Regions from separate parts of the Mus musculus genome. Here region 1 is linked to region 2. The links are chromatin contacts, called in public HiChIP or PLAC-seq maps. All regions are on one chromosome and are shown on one strand. The core of a region is the stretch at or near the end of the contact, and the rest is flanking DNA. Distances in the headings are between cores, read along the strand shown.

What was found. HiChIP or PLAC-seq counts read pairs in DNA pulled down with a chosen protein or histone mark.
Region 1: a contact with region 2 is called in a FOXA1 HiChIP or PLAC-seq map of pancreatic cancer cells. The contact joins two enhancer-like sites. A contact is called at or near these places in 1 of 39 promoter capture datasets (pre-B cells) and 2 of 115 datasets of contacts at active chromatin or transcription factors (forebrain and pancreatic cancer cells).

Annotation. Positions count from the first base shown.
Region 1 is chr12:76,592,125-76,595,737 of GRCm38.p6, forward strand. The region is part of intron 32 of Sptb (spectrin beta, erythrocytic); the gene reads right to left. Among named protein-coding and RNA genes, the nearest start is that of AI463170, 46 kb to the left of the region's middle. Within about 2 kb of position 1,852, at least 197 of the 459 cell types and tissues checked have an H3K27ac peak or open chromatin away from gene starts, as enhancers often do. A contact at or near this core is called in pancreatic cancer cells, where this site is marked.
Region 2 is chr12:75,826,377-75,829,982 of GRCm38.p6, forward strand. The region is part of intron 1 of Syne2 (spectrin repeat containing, nuclear envelope 2); the gene reads left to right. Among named protein-coding and RNA genes, the nearest start is that of Gm40447, 8.6 kb to the left of the region's middle. Within about 2 kb of position 1,590, at least 88 of the 459 cell types and tissues checked have an H3K27ac peak or open chromatin away from gene starts, as enhancers often do. A contact at or near this core is called in pancreatic cancer cells, where this site is marked.

The sequences.
Region 1 (3,613 bases), core at 602-3,101, 770 kb after region 2:
CTGGTTTGCTGATTTGTTAAAACACACAAGAAGAGGTGTCTGATGGGAAGATGTGTGTACCAGCTGCTGGCACGATGTCTGAGAAGGGAATTGGCTGCTGATTGGGGGACATTATGGAAAGAAAAGACACTCAGAAGAGCCTTGTAGGACCTCCTGGGATTGAGGCTAAACAAGGAGAGACTCCTGGCTCCTGGGAGTCTTGGTGGAATCTTGACAGCCTTGCAAAGTCAAGTAAGTCACATAAGCTTGGCTTTTAAAGATGCATTTCCAGGATCAGCCAGCAGGGGGTGTGGGGGACTGCACACAGACCATTAATTCCACAGGCCAAAATACCCTGGCCCAGGACCACAGGGTCTTCCTAAAGATGCTCAGTGAATTACGATGGACCCATAAGCAAAAGAACCCTGCTGACAGAACTCTCCCTCTACTGTTAATGTTGGTGAGAGCCAGGGGCATGGATGGACCTCAGAACAGACTGCTTCATGTTAGCAGTGAGATGAGTTCTGGGACAGGAGCCTAGAACGTACATAGATGGAGTGTCAAGGATGGAGGCCTTGGGCTGGTTGCTGTCTACAACCGTGGTAATGTTAGAGTCCATATGAGGGAAGGTTCTTCTCAAAGATGAAGGGTTAAGGTAAGGATGACGGGACCTAACTGACCATGTGCTAAGCACCAAGTTCTCTATGCACATTCTGTCTCGCAAGCCTCACAGGCTCTCTGTTTTACAGATTACGGGGAACAGGAAATCTGCCCACAGCCATATATCTAACAATGGAAGGTAGAAGATGGGTCTGCTTAGCTCCAAACACAATGCTTTTTCTATTCAGTCCAGGTGTGTTTATGTGCGCATAATACCGTGACTGCTGAAGAAAGTATCACCTGTTGGGTTCCCAGTCTAAATGAGATGTGCCCAGCTTACATCAGGCATGTGGCCAATTTGTTAAGGTGGTATGATCTGCTCTCTTCTCTGCTGGAAATGGGATTTGCACCACAAAAGACACACTGCTAGATGCTTTAGGCAACCAAACAGTGCCAGGTGAGGGCAGGGTGAGCAGCAACCCTAGCAGTTCGGGATGTTTATTCTCCCCAGTGCCTGACGTCTTGGCCCCTGGGCTGTGACGGAGAAGGGTTGTCTAGATAGCTTGCGAAGGGTACCTGAAAACAGTTGTTTGCAAGAGAAGAGAAAGAATCCGTTTGCTGAGTCGAAAAGCAGCCAAAGACATGCATGAGACCACGGAGCCTTGGGGTCGACAGTTCCCCCAAAGGAGAGGCTTTGCTGAACCAGAAGTGTAGGGTGGAGAAGGAAAGGCAGACTGGCATATGGCAGGCCAGGAGATGGTGAGGGGCTGCCAGGAGTGGGATTTGGAAGCAGAGAGGCTCAATCCTACACTCCAAGGGGCAACTGTTGTCTACTGAGGAGCTTGGGCAAGATAGAGGGAATATGGTTCATGGCACTGGACAAAGCAAAGGGAAGTGGAGGCTTCTCTTGGACACAGGAGGCCGCCTGACCCACTGCCACCAGAGAGCAAGCGAGGTGGTTTTCAATGTGTATGACCTGTGAGCTGACTTTAGAGGCCTGGACCCTGGCACTGTCAAGTAGGCAGTTCTCCACCCACTTCCCAGGTGCTCCCGAATGTTAGCTGAGTCTCATCCTGAGTCCATCGGTATTGGGGGACAGGGGACTGGAGAACATAGAGCTTGAAACAAGAAACTTGGGGGAGACTTTGCAGCAGAAGGACCAGGCATTAGCATCTGGCATAGCAAAGAGAGAGCTGGCCACACCCTGCTGTGTGTAACGCCCAGAAAGAGAGAAGGTTTCTCTAGGGAGCCAGGGCACAGTGCCAGACTGCAGGCAGACACACCCTTGCCACGCTGACTCAGGCATCCTGGGGAGAGAGAAACACGCCCAAGTTTGGGGCAAGGCTGACGTCTGTTTCAGGCAGAGACTGCCCATTTGGAACAAAGAGGATTTGCATTTGAGGCAAAATGTCTGAAAAAGCTGCTGTTTGGGGGTGTGGGAGGGGCAAGGACTGGGAAAGCTGTTTAGGCAAGAAGAAACAGCTGCTATCCCACTCGCACAGCATCCACCAACGTCAGAGCCTCACTGCTGGCTGCTGAGCAAAGCTGGCTGCTGGGGGCAACTGTGGCTGGAGCTATCAAGGCCTTGCCACAGGGGTGGCCATGGACCCCGAGATCCTGGTGCCTGCACAGCCCTTGGGGTACAGCCCCTCACTCACATGTGCTGGCTGCTCTCCCAAAGCCTCTGAGACAATGGAAGGAAGATCAGCAAGATTCAGATTACCCTGGCAGCCCTACTCTGACGATCAGCCTGTCTCAGGGGAAGTTGGCTGTGTGGCCATTCATGGAAGGTCACACTTAAAGAGTGGTGGCTGGGAACTACCCTGGGGTAAGATTCGTCCCTGCCAGACTGACCATGAGTAGCACCCACTCTGACACCGTCTGGAGTGGCTTTGATCCTTGGGGTCCCCCTGCACTGCACACTGGGCCTAGCCTGGGGACTTGGAGGCAGGAAGGGTAGGTTGGTTCCAAACTAAGACTGTTTCTCGTTACAGCCCCCAACAGCATCTGAGTCTTTCAGGGGTGTCACTCCTGTCATCCCAGCAGGGACAGTGTGACACAGCAGTGTGTAGGAAGAGGTTTTGAGCCTGAGGAAACTCACACTCTCTTTAACCCCATGAGAGCTTGCTCTCTTCTCTCCTAGGAGGAAACATCTTCCTACAAACACAACACTGGGCAGTCTGAGGAGCAATGCCTGGAAGATGAACATTCAGGAGAGGACCGGATCTTTCCCAGGGGAAGGGAAGCACAGGAGGCAGAGAGGGTGCCTGTCTCTTGCCAGAAAGTCCTCCTGCTTTACCCTCCGGCTGAAGGCCCCCTCAGGGCTCCACTTCTGGCATTATATAGGTTTGAACCTCAGTCCTTTCCTCAAAGAGGGACAAGGGCAAACACCCTAGGCTGTGACCTCTCCTTCCCCATCCTGATTTCACAGTAGCTTCCGGAATCTCAGAGTTAGGAGCAGATGGAAGGAAAATAGGAAAGCCATCCTCTCAGTCTCCCCCTTGGAAGGCTACGTCGCTGACTCGTGGGACTGTGGACTTTCTGTAACCTTACAAAAAGACCTTTATAAGGCAAGAGGCTTGGGGACGGGGAGAGGATTCCAAACCCACACAGGTTAACCAGAACCAAAGACCAGACCCCAGACATTCTGACTTCATCCCGAGTCTTGCTTCTTGTGATACCTTGTGTCTCTGGCTTGGCCTCACACTTACCTGTGGGAAGGGTCCGGCTTTTACCAGAATGCATTCTAACATGCAGAGGCGAGGGGCAGTAGTGGCAGTGCACAGTGATGGTTTGGCAGCTCAGTCATTGCATGTACACACACAGGAAAGGGAAGGCTGGATCAAGGCCCGCAGGGTGCCACCTATCCAGGCACTATCCAGGCAGGGCAAGGGGTACGTGGTGTTCCACTCCCATTCGTAACTCCAGCAGGAAGCGACATGCATTAGTAAGGGCTTTTACACGAAGCAATGTGGCATGTATCTAAACTACAGGACCCGACACCAGACTGCACAGATAGGACCAGCAGGAGAGC
Region 2 (3,606 bases), core at 340-2,839:
CACCCGTAAGAAACTGGGCTTTACATTATTTGATTTTTACGATGCTCCAGACAAATTTGAAGCCGATTTACATGAAGTATGGATAAATTTCTTTAGAGCTCACTTGTACAAAGGTGAATAAAAGAAAACCAGTGTGGCCATAAATATCCCTCTGATTAGCATAAAGTCATTGCAGGTAAGCAGGCTTGTTATTACTCTGAGTGTTATTAAAATTTTATGTACTGCAGTATTGTGTTAACATCTAGCACATTCTATTTACAGATTATGTTTCAGAATAATACAATGTATAATACCTCCATCCCACTAAAATTGAGTTGTGCTTGCAGGGACACTTCGAATTTGAAAGGCAGGTTTTGGGGAAAGGGGAGGTATGAGAAGGTTTTGAAGGGTTGGAGGGCAGAGTTTTACATGTCAGTTAAGACGTCTCATGACTCGTTCCAGCAGTTTAGCTCCCCTTGGGCTGAGGCTGTAGCTCAGTGGTAGACATGTGTTTGCCATGTGGGAGGCCTGGGTTCTAGCCCCAGAACCAAAAGAAAAAAACCGAAATCAAAACAAACCACACTGGTCTTAGTGTCCCTATGTGCAGTGTTTTCTTCAAGGTTATAATAACATGGTTTGGCAGAGACCAGCCTCTGGGGTGTTTAGTTTTATGGGGAGAGAGGGCAGAACTCATTTGCACAGGGACTACCTGTTTTTCTCAGGCTCAGGAACCGAGTATGGTATCAGGAGAGCAAGGCTGATTTTATCACCTATGACTAAGATCTTCATGCTTAGCTGCTTCGGCGTGAGTCATTAATTAAGGGCTCATACCATAGGAGTTAGCTAATTCTCACTTAAAAAACGCTGCTCGCTCAGGAACAGGGCTGGCTACAGTTCAGATGACCACCTTCAGGCTTGTCTCTAAAGCCTTAAACAACGTCCAACCCAGTTATCTGTGGATGAAATGATGTAGTGTGTGGGATTTATTCACATCAAACGCCGTTCATGAGCATTCTCCAGGCCCCTCAAACGGATACAAAAACCCACGACCCAAAGATCTAGGAGGCGTGACAATTCTGTGGCAGGCAACATGGGAAGGGATTGTTGGGCACGCTAATGCGTGGCGAAACTGTTGGTTAACAAGTTTGAGCTGCGGGTTCAGAAAGGAAAGCAAACGCTGAAAAGGAGCGGTGACTATAAATTCTGTGTTAAAAGTGGAATGAGTGTTTATTATCTGCACTTCCAGGTTGGCATCGAACACGGGTTCTTGGGCGTGTGCTCATCAAAACATCCTTCCTAGTCGCCCGTTTGGTGATATCGAGGAAAAGTTTCCCCTGTGAAGCTATAAGGGCACAACCAAGAGCTTTAAAAGAGAGGTTGCCACCGTCGAGGCTTTTGCGCTTGTCTTCTTATTTCGGGAAACTTCGACTCTGTTGGGTAATAATTCATTTTATGATTCGTTTCCTCAAGGACGGAGTGTTTTCCCTTCTGTCCTGCATGAAAAGACACTCCTGACTGTTCACCCCCACCAGTCAACAATTGAGTTAGGAAGGTTCTTTGTGGGTGCTGTTCCTGGGAGTCAGAGGGTGAGCCGGCTTCGTCTGTGAGTCATCTCGTTGTCTCACGGTTGGCTCTGTGTTTTCTTAGCAACGGCTGCAGATTTCAGGTCTGAGCAGGGAAAGCGTGTTTTGAAATGACCTGGCGTATTCTTTTGGGATCTGCGTGCATGCCCAGGAACCCTTGTAAAACTGTACTGAATATACTGCAGAGAACGGGAGAACGAACATTTGCCCTGCCCCTATTTCCTAAGCAATTTCTGTTCTGAGTTGTATGTGGGGGCAACTGGGTGGGCAGAAGTCAGAGCAGACGGAGAGAAATGAGTCCTGAACACTGTCAGTCTGTCTATAGATGCCCCAGGCCAGGCACCGTTGACTGGGGTCTTGAACACATGTTGAACTCTGCTCCCCTGTGTCACTGTTGATCTTGGAACTGTGATGTTTAGGAGCTCTGGTGCAGTGGCGTTGAGAACGTGGTCCCTTAAGTCAGTTTGACATTGGCTCAAGTCCTGGCCCTGGCCCATAGGAGCTGTATCAGCTGGAGTGGAGGAGAGGTGAGGTTAAGGAACTGCATCTTTATAGGGGTTCTGAGTATTATTGTGTAAGGCAGGGAACAGCACAATACCTACAGAACATTTGGTCCTAAGTTCTCCTTACTGTGGGCATTACTGTTGTGGCAAACACCGGACTAAAGGAGAGAGGGTTTATCCAATCAGCCATGGTGGGGAGGCGTGGATGGCACTGAAGTGTGCAGTCAGGAAATAGAGGTAGAAAGGAACACTGCTGGTGATCAGTGGCCTTTCTCCTATTCCCCCTTTAAAAGACAGTCTCTAATAGCCCAGGTAAGACTTCAGATGCATTGAGCAGCTGAGCATGCTAGAACTCCTGACTTCTCTTTTACCTTTCTTCCCTTCCCTTCCCTTCCCTTCCCTTCCCTTCCCTTCCCTTCCCTTCCTCCTCTCTCCTCTCTCCTCTCTCCTCTCTCCTCTCTCTTCTCTCCTCTCTCCTCTCTCCTCTCTCCTCTCTCCTCTCTCCTCTCTCCTCTCTCCTCTCTCCTCTCTCCTCTCTCCTCTCTCCTCTCTCTTCTCTCCTCTCTCCTCTCTCCTCTCTCTTCTCTCCTCTCTCCTCTCTCCTCTCTCCTCTCTCCTCTCTCCTCTCTCCTCTCTCCTCTCTCCTCTCTCCTCTCTCCTCTCTCCTCTCTCCTCTCTCCTCTCTCCTCTCTCCTCTCCTCCTCTCCTCCTCTCCTCCTCTCCTCCTCTCCCCTCTCCCCTCTCCCCTCTCCCCTCTCCCCTCTCTCCTCTCTCCTCTCTCCTCTCCTCCTCTCCTCCTCTCCTCCTCTCTCCTCTCCCCTCTCCCCTCTCTCCACTCTCCACTCTCCTCTCTCCTCTCCTCCTCTCCTCCTCTCCTCCTCTCTCCTCTCCCCTCTCCCCTCTCCCCTCTCTCCTCTCTCCTCTCTCCTCTCCCCTCCCCTCCCCTTCCCTTCCTTCCTTCCTTCCTTCCTTCCCCTCCCTGTGCCTCTCTTTCCTTCCTCCTCCCCAGCCACCACCCATACCTGGAGCTTCTTCCCTTTTGTTCAGTCTGGAACTCCATCTAGGAGCTGGTGCCAACCACATTCAGGGTGGGTTTTTCTTCCCAAGTTAGCCCTTTCTGGAAACATCCTCACAGACAACACTCAAAGCCCCCACTAATTCCCTGGGGGCTCATAATCCAATCACATTTAAAACAATAACCCTTCCATTATGTTGAATTCAAGGATGCCATGCACAAGTGACAGGTGTTCCCTGGCAATCAGAAACAAAGGATCGGTTGCTCTGGATACTTAGTTGCTGCGGAAGGTGGCCGGTGAACAAGTCTCCACATAGTCTCTGGAATGGAGGAAGTGTGGTGCAGAAAAGCAGAGTGCTGTGGGTGTACCAGCCAGCGGTGATTAATGCCAGCCTTGGGGAGGCTGGAGCTAATTTTAATAGCATGGTTGAGCTTTATATGCAATTGGCCTATAATGGCCCATGATGGTTTAAGCATGGGGAATGGAAGAGGGTAAATTTCACGCTGAAGGAAAAGTACAGGTTTG